2 separate regions of the Mus musculus genome follow, and region 1 is linked to region 2. A link is a contact called in public Hi-C data. All regions are on one chromosome and are shown on one strand. The core of a region is the stretch at or near the end of the contact, and the rest is flanking DNA. Distances in the headings are between cores, read along the strand shown.

Region 1 (5,038 bases), core at 1,181-3,680, 5.6 Mb after region 2:
ACCTTGTTCATTTATTGAAACAGGGTCTTACTACACAGACCGGATTCTGGAACTTGATCTGCCTGTCTCTGCCTCCTGGGTGCTGGAATTAAAGGCACTCAGCGTTGAGACAGGTTCTCTTACCTGGACTCGTGGATTTGCCTACACTAGCTAGCTGGTGAGCTCCAAGGATCTGACTGCCTCTACTTCCCCAACACTGGGATTATATACAAGGACTACCATGCCTGGATTTTCACATGACCGGTAACAGACGATTACCGGAGCCGCCTTTCCAATCGCAATAGTAACATTTTTAAATTGGAGATTATCACACTGCATTCCACTAAATAATTCTATTGCTTCCTCTGATCTGTCTTCCACATGATACTTATCCTGAACACAGCACTCCAGACCCCTCTGCTGTAGTCGGAGATGAGGGAGGTAACTCTGAAGCTTAACTTTTGGATATATAGCTTTCATTAACTCAAGACATCCAACCTACAGTCTCTCTGATAAATGTTTGACTCACTGTTATTTCTATATGTTCGTTTTTACAGCTCATTAGTGATTTCTCTCATACAGGCTTTATTCTTTCTTTTAAGGTAAGTCACAGCACGTTATCTGGGAAACGCTGCTACCCAAGGAACACCTCCAGCCTTAACTCCAGGTCACGGTCTAGTTCTCTCCAGTGGCAAGGACATTTAAAATGCTCATGTTTACCTCAGTCAGGTGCACTTAGCCTGCTAGGAGCTAACCTGGAGTGTACTGAAAACCCTGGCCAACTCAATGCCATTCACAAAAGTTCAGGAACTCTCTCTCCATCACCCAAACTCATTCACAAAACCTCGGGAGCACTTTCCCTAGTTCCTTATCCACTTTACAAATGAAAATGCAAAACAGTACTGAATCCAGGGGCAAGCAGAAGAAAGTGATTTTTGCATGGCTGACGTGGATGCTATCCTAAACGGGAAAGCATCCATCAAAGAGCTGACAGGCCAGTGCCTACACAAGTGGTGTAAAGAAAGCATCGACGATTTCAAGAACCCCCTTGAAGTTACTGCCCTTTCAGTAGCTGGCATCTCGACTCAAGCACAAGTCTAAGAACAGCAAGGAAAAACAATGTTTCCATTTTCCCCCAGGCTTCTTCCCAGAGACCTGACCTGTATGTGTATTAACCGTCCTGCTTGGTTGTGGATGCAGTTGGCTTTACGTCCAGCCCTGAGCGTACCCTGATAATCTCATTCTGTTTCTCCACATCTGCTTTCTAATATCATCACACTTCCCTCCAGCTGTTTTCCTTTTTGTCAAATTCAGGGGCCCAACGAAAGAGACTATCAGTTTCACCTCTGTTGTGTAAGGGGCTGATGCACTTGCTCCCTCAACATAGAATCTTAGTCCCAGCTCAATTTTTACGTTCAGGAAATAGATGGGCTACCAATCTTGCCTCGCAGAGAAACCGAAACCGTTTTTCTTAACATGCCTTATTCCCACATCCATTCCAGTCTGGAACTCTCACTTTTGACTGCACAATGATTTTTTTTTCAACCACTCCCAGGTTAAGATTTAATACGTACTTTTATCTAGCTGAGAGATCCCAGATTCCGGTTCCTGCCCCGTCACTTTAAAGGAAAGACGCAGCAAGGAGCTTGTGAAAGCGCCGACCCGAAGCACATCTCAACCCAAGCTATCGGATAGAGTTCACCGTCTGATTTCATGCCAGCTGGTTTGTTATAGACTTACCTGTGCTTCGGGATCCCCCCCCCCCAATCCCATCCCATCCCTGCTTAGTCCCAATCGGGATCAAGTCTTTGGCTGACAAGATTTTTGCTTCGCCTCACTGACCGTTAGAAGTAAGTCCTGGTTCCTGACTGAGCTCATCTACCAGCCAGGACTTTGCTTGCACGGAGTATTGGCTCAAACCGTGTGTAGAGGTAGGAGCCAGGAAGAAACCTATCAGCTCTGGGTCTCAGTTGGGATTCTGGCTCTAAACAAGGTTCAGGGTCGGGTCAGCCCCAGGTCCGGTTCGCAGCCTGGTCCAGGTCTCACCTTGACGCAGTCGATCGGGTACATCACGCAATGCTCCAGGATCCCTGCCACGGCGCCCGCCACCATGTGCGTGGTGACAGTGGCTCCAGCCGGCAGCGCTTCGTATTCCGGGCCGGACTCCGGATCCAGCCGTACAGGGGGCTGATAGGCCCCCGCCTCCCCGCCGCCGGCCCCCCGGCCCACGCCCCGCTGCAGCCACCCGTCCAGCAGCGCCGACTCCCCGGGGCTCCGCCCGGGCCCAGCAGCTGGTCCTCCCGCCACGCCGCCTGCACTCCGCCCCTCCAACTCCATCCACTTCGGCCAGCCGCGGCGCCCACACGCGCCGCCGCTGCCGCCACCACTGCCGCCGCCCCCCGGCCCCGTTGCGTCCGCCTCAGGCGCGGCCCAGAGAGCCCGGGGCCTCCGGCTCCCGCTTGGCCCCGAGGACACGCCCCCCAGACAGCCATTGGTGTAGGCCCTAACGTGTCTCCGCCCCCTTTTTACGGAGCCAAAATGTATCTGTGTTATTCGTCAGATAGCTTGTCATTAGTCCCGTAGGTCCCACCCCTTCCCCTTTGATCTTGGAAGCGTCTTGTTTATTGGCTCTTGATTGGCGGACTTGCCCGATCGACCCGCCCCTAGCGTTTCGGAGGCGGGAGAAACGTAAAGCTGAACTTTGATAGGCTCAACCGCTCTAGCTACTTTGGCGGTGGCCATTGGCCCGAACCACTTCGTTCTTCCATTGGATGTGGAGAGAAGCGCCTGGAGGACAGGGACCGGCTCCCGGCTGTACCCCGGCGCGGCGTGCGTGGCGGTCGGGACTGCCGGGGAGAGGGGGCGGTGCCAGCCAGACCTTCAAGGTCAAACCGCTGTCGGTTGCCGTTAGGACGCGTGCTCTGGCGTGCACCGGGTGTCGAGTAGCACGGTGCGACTGTTCCCGCGGGATCTCAGGCGGGGGCGGAGTCAGCCCGGACCCTGCGTCCCCTGGCACGGCCCAACCCGCCGCTAGGGGAGATCGGCTGTGAGCCTCGGGTGGCTCTGGAGTGGTGTGCCATCAGCGCAGATCCGCTCGCCTTGGGCCTCCCACCCAAAGCCGCCTAGTGAACCCTCCAGTGGGTGGACCGATGAGCTCTCATTGGGTGGACTCTGCGTTGGGAAAGGAGAAGGCGAAATGGGATGGTTCGGAGGCGACGACAGGTGTCAGGGTCTTGGAGCACCATCCCAATCGCGGCAGAGCAACTGCTGATGCCTGGGAGTGGAGCTTGTTCCGAGACATACACTTGAACTTCGTATCCCGAGCTCGCTTGCTGATAAACTCCACCGGGTCTGATGGCTGTCCGCTCTCTCTCTCCGGGACCGCTGAGCTGCTGCTTCTTGAGAACCGCTCCCCGGTTGTAAAACGATGCTAGGGACGTCTGGTCCTCAGGGCCACTACCTTGAGCAGAAGCGGGCACTGAAGCGACTCTCGAGCCTCAGCCTCTACTGAGGAGCGAGGGCCCCTTTCCGCTCGCTGGTTCTGCAGGCTACCTCAGGCTCCCTTCTCAGCAGCGTGTTTGCACACGCTTCCCCAGTTTCTAGCTCTGCCTTTACAACCTATTTTAATGAGATGATGACGCAATTGCAAACTTTTCCATCTTTTCGTAGCGCTTCCTTAGAACGGTTGGAGGCTTTTCCATTTCCTCTCTAAAGCTTAGCCCTTCGGCGGACGGGTCTTTCAACTAATCTTTGGCAGTAGTTACTAACGTTTGTGTCGTGATCTCTTGGAAAATAAAGCTCTTAAGTTCCCAACCCCATCCCCAGTCACACACAAAACTGCTTTTTATTTCGGGTTTCAGCGTGAAGGAGATTCCGTTAACCTCGGGTTAAGAATTCTTCCCCACATCATATACAGACTTCTTGCTACCCTGCACTTTTCTCTGAGAGATGAATAGATCTCAAAAAAGCCTCCACCCCCCAGTCCTGTTAAAATATCAATTTTCTTCCCTGACAAATTAATGACAATGCCTGCTATATCCCGTCTCTTCTTATCATATTTACTTTTTTATGGTCCTAAAATGATCATCTCAGTTCAATGACTTCTCATGGTGAGAAATAATACTCTACATTGTCCTACAGTGACCCACACCTTAGAACTTTCTCCCCCAGGAAAGACTCCAGATACCAGCCTTTAGATTTCTAAGTCTCTTTCACCTTGCTAGCTACTGAAGTGGAGCATCCCTGGAGGCGGAAATGTTTATTAACAGTCTTTAATACAGTGCAGAAGTTTGCCATTCCAAACTCATTTTCCTCCCAGGGGCCTTCTTTCTGTTTTGCCTAGCCTACTTGCTTGTTTTTGTGGCATTGGAGAGCTAGGGAATGTCCAGCCACTCACTGCAGTGTGGCAGGGTGGTTCTGTCTACCTAGAGACGGATGGCACAGAGAGTGGCAAGCAAGGGTCAGTGATGAAAGATAGGGAGAAGAGCCTTGTAGAAGGAGAAACGGGTTACAACCACCCTAACTACCCTCGGGGGAGACACGTTTATTACTCGGGGTTAATGTATTTGCTTCCACAGCTGACTTTTATATGGGCACTTCCCTAGAATGCATTTCTTCTCTTTCCCTTTTAAAATTCAAAAGGTTTGTTCTTGAGGGTCCTCCCGTGCTCCCCAGCTGACATTGTACCCTGCATGAAATGGGTAGAGAATAAAATGAGGCTGACTTCTGAAGCCAAACATGACAATAAGTCTGATGTCTTTACTGTCACAGAGATGACCATGAGAACTTGTGATCTCATAGGGTGGTCAACAAAAGGAGAGGGGACTTTTTTTAAGTCTGGAAACTATAGAGGAAGCCTTCTGAAGGATATGTGGGAAAGAGTTCCAAGAGAAGCTGACTCCTGTTCTCTGTGTGGAATCTGTCCTGGGCCTTCATGGAGGAGCTGGAGAGATGGCTCAGTGCTTAAGAACACTTGTTGCAGCCAAGTGGTGGTGAGGTTCACCTTTAGTCACAGCACTCCAGAGACAGAGGCAGGAGGATCTCAGAGTTCAAGGCCAGC
Region 2 (5,435 bases), core at 960-3,459:
TGCCTCTCCCTTACTAGTCCTTATTCATTGCAGCTTCCACAAGAACCAAGGTTCTGGAGGGCAGATGTAGAACTGCAGTGAACTTCCCTACCCTTCCTCTGTGCTCTACTATTTAAGGAACCCTCCCCTGCCCCTGGTGTGTGTGTGTGTGTGTGTGTGTGTGTGTGTGTGTGTGTGTGTGTGTGTGTGTGTGTTGGAGATCGTGCATGCATATAAGATCCTCCTACTTGATTCCAATTTTGCTTCTTATATAGTCTGGGCAGTGAATATTCACATCCTGACTTCATGTTGACAAACTTTCTCCCACCCCTAATCACTCCCATATGACACTTTAACACACAAATAAGAAGAAAGCCAAAACTGCTTCTTGGGAATAAAAACATGCATAATACCCCCATTTCTGCATATTCCATACTGCACTCTCCAGAATTAGCTGCCCACTGAAATTTACCTTTTGTCGAACACCTGCTCATTGAAGTTAGCTAAAAACATAGTCCCTCCCCTTCCTCCCTTGTCTCAGGTTATGAGAGGTCAATTTCCTGGAGTTGATGCTTGCCAGAAAAGCTGACCTCAGCAATAACCAGACATTTTAATTTTAATCAACACAAAAGTGTTGAACTGAACACCTCACGGCTCTACATAAAGAAGGTAAGATGTGCAGAACCAGGACACCAGAACAGGCTGCTCTTTGGAACACGGGGTCACCCAGGCTCCACCTGTTTGGGGCCCACATACCCCAAAAAACACCCACATGCCCTGAAAAACAGGGCAAAAGGGAAAGATGGACATTGAAACGCAAAAGCCTGCTTGCCGCCTTCTAGTGTGCCACCTTGTGGTTAATAAGACTATTCCTTTCTCCATCTGTTTCTCCGTTCATACTTCAGGCGGGAGGACTGTGTAAATAGAGAATTCCAGTATCTTGGATTGCCATCTTCCTGCTTTAAACAAATAAAACAAACTGAAATTCCTTACATGGTTTCTCATCCACTAGATTCAGTAACAAATGGATTTGTTGTCTTTTACTTAACAGTGCCTAACTACATTTGTTAAACTCTAGCCCTCGCAGCCACACTACCAGATGGTTATCTGCATCCTGGTATAGATCAGGAAACTGAGGCTCAAGGAAGTGAAATGTTCTCAAGGCCACACATCTATTAAGAGGCATTCAGGATTTTAACCCTTGTACTACATACATTACCTTCATAGGATGCTTTGCTACTGATTTTTTTCGCTGTAAACTTCTGGTATGCCTAGGCTAAGTCTAAGAACGACACGCCATAAGCAATTGTTTGCTTCAAGTTCTCAAGACGCTAATCAAGACCCTGATGTGACCGATAAAGACCAATAAAGACACATCTGCCTGTAGGGCAGCAATCTGGAATCGCTGCTGGGGCTCACAATCTCGGTTTTCAAACTGGGAGTTTATCAGCTCCCTACAGCTTCGTTCCCCATTGCTCCGCCCCTGAGTTTGACAGGGTAAATGAGTGGCCCGCCCGGAAGACTAGGAGGTTGTGCTCTACCTCACAAAGAGAAATTGGTTCCCAAAGAACATAGACCAGTCAGTCCCAGGCGAGGGTCACAGAGCTTGTCCTATGGATAACAGCAGGGTCCGAACACACAGAGAAAAGCAAGCAGGCCCAGATTGAACTGGTCCTCCGACTCTGTCCTTGGCTCCGCCTCCACCACGCCCACACTCCCGCACACCCACACCCACACCCACACCATCACACCCGCCTCATTTCACACCACGTTTCCACAGACACCCTCTATCTTCACAAGGTCCTTCTCTGACCCGGCCGGCACGGATTGTAGCTCCCGTCAGGCTCTATGTCTTGCTCGCCCTTACCTTCCCCACTCTGCCCCTACCCGTCTGCCCGGCTAGTTTCGATCCCCTCCCTCTGATTCCAGAGCCGGTCTTCGCCCCGCCTGCCGTCGGGTTCCAGACCTTGCCCCGCCCCTCCTCTGGCTCTAGACTCCGCCTTTGCCCCGCCCTCAGGCTCCTGGGCCCTCCCTCTCTCCTCCATCCTCAGATTCCAGCCTTCACTCAGATTGCAGGCCCCGCCCTCTCCCGCCTTTCCTCAGATTGCAGACCCCGCCCTCTCCCGCCCGTCCTCTGATTGCAGACCCCGCCCTTCGCCAAGCCGGCAGTGACGTGACCCGCCCTACAGCCGCGGGATTCAAACTCCCGGAAGCGGTGTCCTGGTTGATAAGTGGTCTGCGGCGGCGACGCGAGCGCTGTGTTTGTCTCAGGTAGTGAGTGGTCCCGGCCTCGGCCGGGGAGGGAGGGGAGGACAGCCGGGGCTCGTTAGCCCCTGGGCAGGACTAGACCTCCCGGGAGGAGCGCTGGTGAGCAGATCACGCCGCAGGACTCCGTCTCCCCTGGCTGGAATCGCTGGAACACATGCTGGCTCCCTGAGAGACCCCGCGCTGCGTTCCTGTCGACCGCCGGCCCGCAGGCCATCCTTTCGGCTCCTTTGAACTTGGCGGTATTATCACTTTCTTAACAGAGAGGTTACCGCGAGGCCAGTGACCTGAGCCAGGTCTCTCAGGTCTCCAGTGCGGTCAGCCTTTGCTTAGCAAGCGCTTCTCTTTGCAGTTTTTTATTTTCCTGCCTCTTTCCTGACCCCTCGTAGATTTGGGAGATTTACTGAACGGAAATGCTTCTTTAGACTCCTGACCAGAATGACTTAGGTCCCTTCAGTCGAGTCAGAGATTTCCAAGCAGCTGCCTTTAAGCTCTTGTATGCCCCCCCCCCCAAAAAAAAATCAAAACACAGTTCTTTTGAACAGTTGTTGATTGAAAAAGAAAATGTTGTGAGCAGATAGTACTGACTGCTAGCTTGTGTATGTATGGTGAGTTCTGTGTCCCATATTAAATTTAAGAGAGCACATCCTGAAGGAGATTCCACTAGGACTGGGTAGGGACGTTCCCGAGTAGAAGAACTTTAAAAAAAAAAAAAAAAGAACTTTATGATCGATTGGAATAGAAAATACTGGGAAAGGAAAGACTAGGTGAGAGCAGGATTGAGATGAGGAGGAGTGTGTGCTGGGTCAGCCTAGACAAGAGTCAAGAACACTAAGTTTTTAGGAATCCTCTCCAAAAGTTAGGATGCAAATGTCCTGAGGGTATTTTCAAACTGTTAAGTCCTCCTTCTGACGTCAGCAGAAGCCCAGGGAGAAACGTTTGTGGTAGCAGGTTCCTAAAACACGTTAACTGTGCATTTGCCTCGGCAGATTGTACTAGCAATTTTACTTGGTATTTGTCAAGATAGTGGGCAAAACCAGGTTGAATGCATTAATACAGATTTCGTTCAAGTTTGTTTATGCAGTTCTATTATTTTTAGGCTGATTTTATACAGGACAACCTCACACTCACCGCCCTAAGTAGATTTTCTTGTAGTGGTAGCTTTTATGACTATTAGTATTAATTACAGTTTAAGAATATGTGAATCTCCTTTTCTTTTGTTGTATTGCTGTTGCCTGCTACACTGTTCTGAAAGCTTCCTAGCATCCGAGACTCTATGTTGTTTCTTCTTCTTTCTGTTGCTTTAGCCAGCTTATATCCAGTCCCGATTAGGTTACCTGGTAAAAAGGCTTTGTAGTAATAGTCTGTGATTTGTTTAAACAGTTTTGTGCAGCTAGGCTGCCTTCAGTCTATGCAAATGAGGCTGGCCGTGAACTCCTGCCCATCCTGCCTCTACTTCCTGAGTGCTAGGATTATTAGCCTGTATCACCATAGCTTTGTAGTAACAGTTGAATGAAGGAAGGTCTTATCTTCCTTTCAATTCCATGATCACCTTGCCTTCATTTTTATCTCAGGACATATGAGAAAAATGGTTTTATTAAATCTCTTAATGGAGAGCTATTTTTTACATTATTTATATATACAGTGTATTTTACTACACATCTGCCTGCCTAGAGTTTGTATTCTACATTTGCTTCTAAACTCTCATCTAGTACTATTAGCAGATGTGAAACTTGGCCTAACTTCATTTGCCCATTCATTTCTTTCACCCCCCCCCAATCTCTGAGAATTACACCTCTTTTTCTATAAATGTCTTGTGTTGGATTTTCTCACTTCTTCCTGCCATACGCTCTAAAACGAATAAGATAGAGTTCTGTAGCCTCCCCCAGCCTTGAAGCAGGCTGATTCAGACTTTGCTGCCACTGAATATGAGGTCACCTGGGGTGTAGCCTTCGACTTAGATGGCTATATTATGTCAACTACAGATGCTCTTCTCTGAGACTCTGCTACCTGCTGAGAGAACCTTGAGACATCCCGGAGACACATCCTATCCTGCATGTCGCCTACTTGTCTTGGCTTCATCATTCTTTTCTCAAAGTCTAAGTCTCTTTCAGCCCCACCCTGCCTTCCAGAAATACCCGGTTCATGTAGGCCTCGGGCGACTTACATCAGAGTTCAACTACACATACCTTCTAAAGCAGAGAGCACACGTTGAGTTCATGACTATAAACTCAGAATTAGAGTTTTTATTCTTGAGTATGATATCACCTTGAAAGTGGAAGGCCTGGGGACCCTTCCACTGATTGTAAACCAAAACTTTCTGTTAATTTACAGGTGCCTGTAAACCTATAACCTGGGAGGCTGAAGCAGGAGGCCTGTGAGTTCGGTGCCACCCAAGTTACGTAGTGAGTTCCAGACTCTCCTGGGCTGCCTTGAGAGATCTGTTCGCAAATATCAGCAAAAACAAGTATGCAAATTATATTTCTAGAAGGTAGATATTTCCCTTGTATCTACCACCTAAGAGTTTTAGATTCATAATAACACCCTAAAAAGCTTACTCAATTTTCTTTCCGGACCCCACTGATTTGGATAAATCACTTCTATTTAGAGCAGAGTACATTATAAGGCCTCTGCCAAGCCTGAGATATGAAAATTTAAACTCAGACTTCAAAAGCAGTTGAATTTTTAAAAATCATTTTTTGTATTTTCACAGATCATTGCAACGATGTCTTCAAGAAGTCCCAAAGATTTAATTAAAAGCAAATGGGGATCAAGGCCTAGTAGCTCCAAGTCAGACACTGCATTAGAGAAATTTAAGGGAGAAATTGCAGCCTTTAAAACATCCCTGGATGAAATCACCTCTGGGAAAGGAAAAATGGCCGAAAAAGGCAGAAGCAGACTCTTGGAGGTAAATGGTCCTTGAATCCTTTAAGGTGAATACACTCTAGAAAGCGGTGTGTGTGGCTTTCTGATGCTACAGTCTTCTTCTTCCCGTTGCCCGCGCTTGACCTGATCTCTTTAGGTCTAGAAAGCCGATCTTGAATTTGGAATCTTAAATTCCTGCTTTGATTTTTCTGACCTTTAGACATACTTTAGTTCTTGCTAAATCTCTCTTTTAAAATGCAATTGAGTATGTGTTTTGGGGTTACCAGGCATTAAGTTGTTTCAGAAATAAAGACATGATTAATAGT

The links. A called contact is a pair of places that touch in the nucleus more often than the background predicts.
Region 1: a Hi-C map of CD8 T cells shows a contact between it and region 2, with 4 times the contacts expected there. A contact is called at or near these places in 2 of 484 Hi-C or Micro-C datasets (CD4 T cells and CD8 T cells).

The regions. Positions count from the first base shown.
Region 1 is chr19:43,672,451-43,677,488 of GRCm38.p6, forward strand. Slc25a28 (solute carrier family 25, member 28) reads right to left here and starts at 2,431. Exons shown (of 4, transcript NM_145156.1): 1 at 2,026-2,431. The coding sequence starts at 2,316. BC037704 (cDNA sequence BC037704) reads left to right here and starts at 2,728. Exons shown (of 1, transcript NR_045645.1): 1 at 2,728-4,720.
Region 2 is chr19:38,052,832-38,058,266 of GRCm38.p6, forward strand. It overlaps Cep55 (centrosomal protein 55), which reads left to right and starts at 2,210. Exons shown (of 10, transcript NM_001164362.2): 1 at 2,210-2,486; 2 at 4,579-4,735; 3 at 4,958-5,152. The coding sequence starts at 4,970.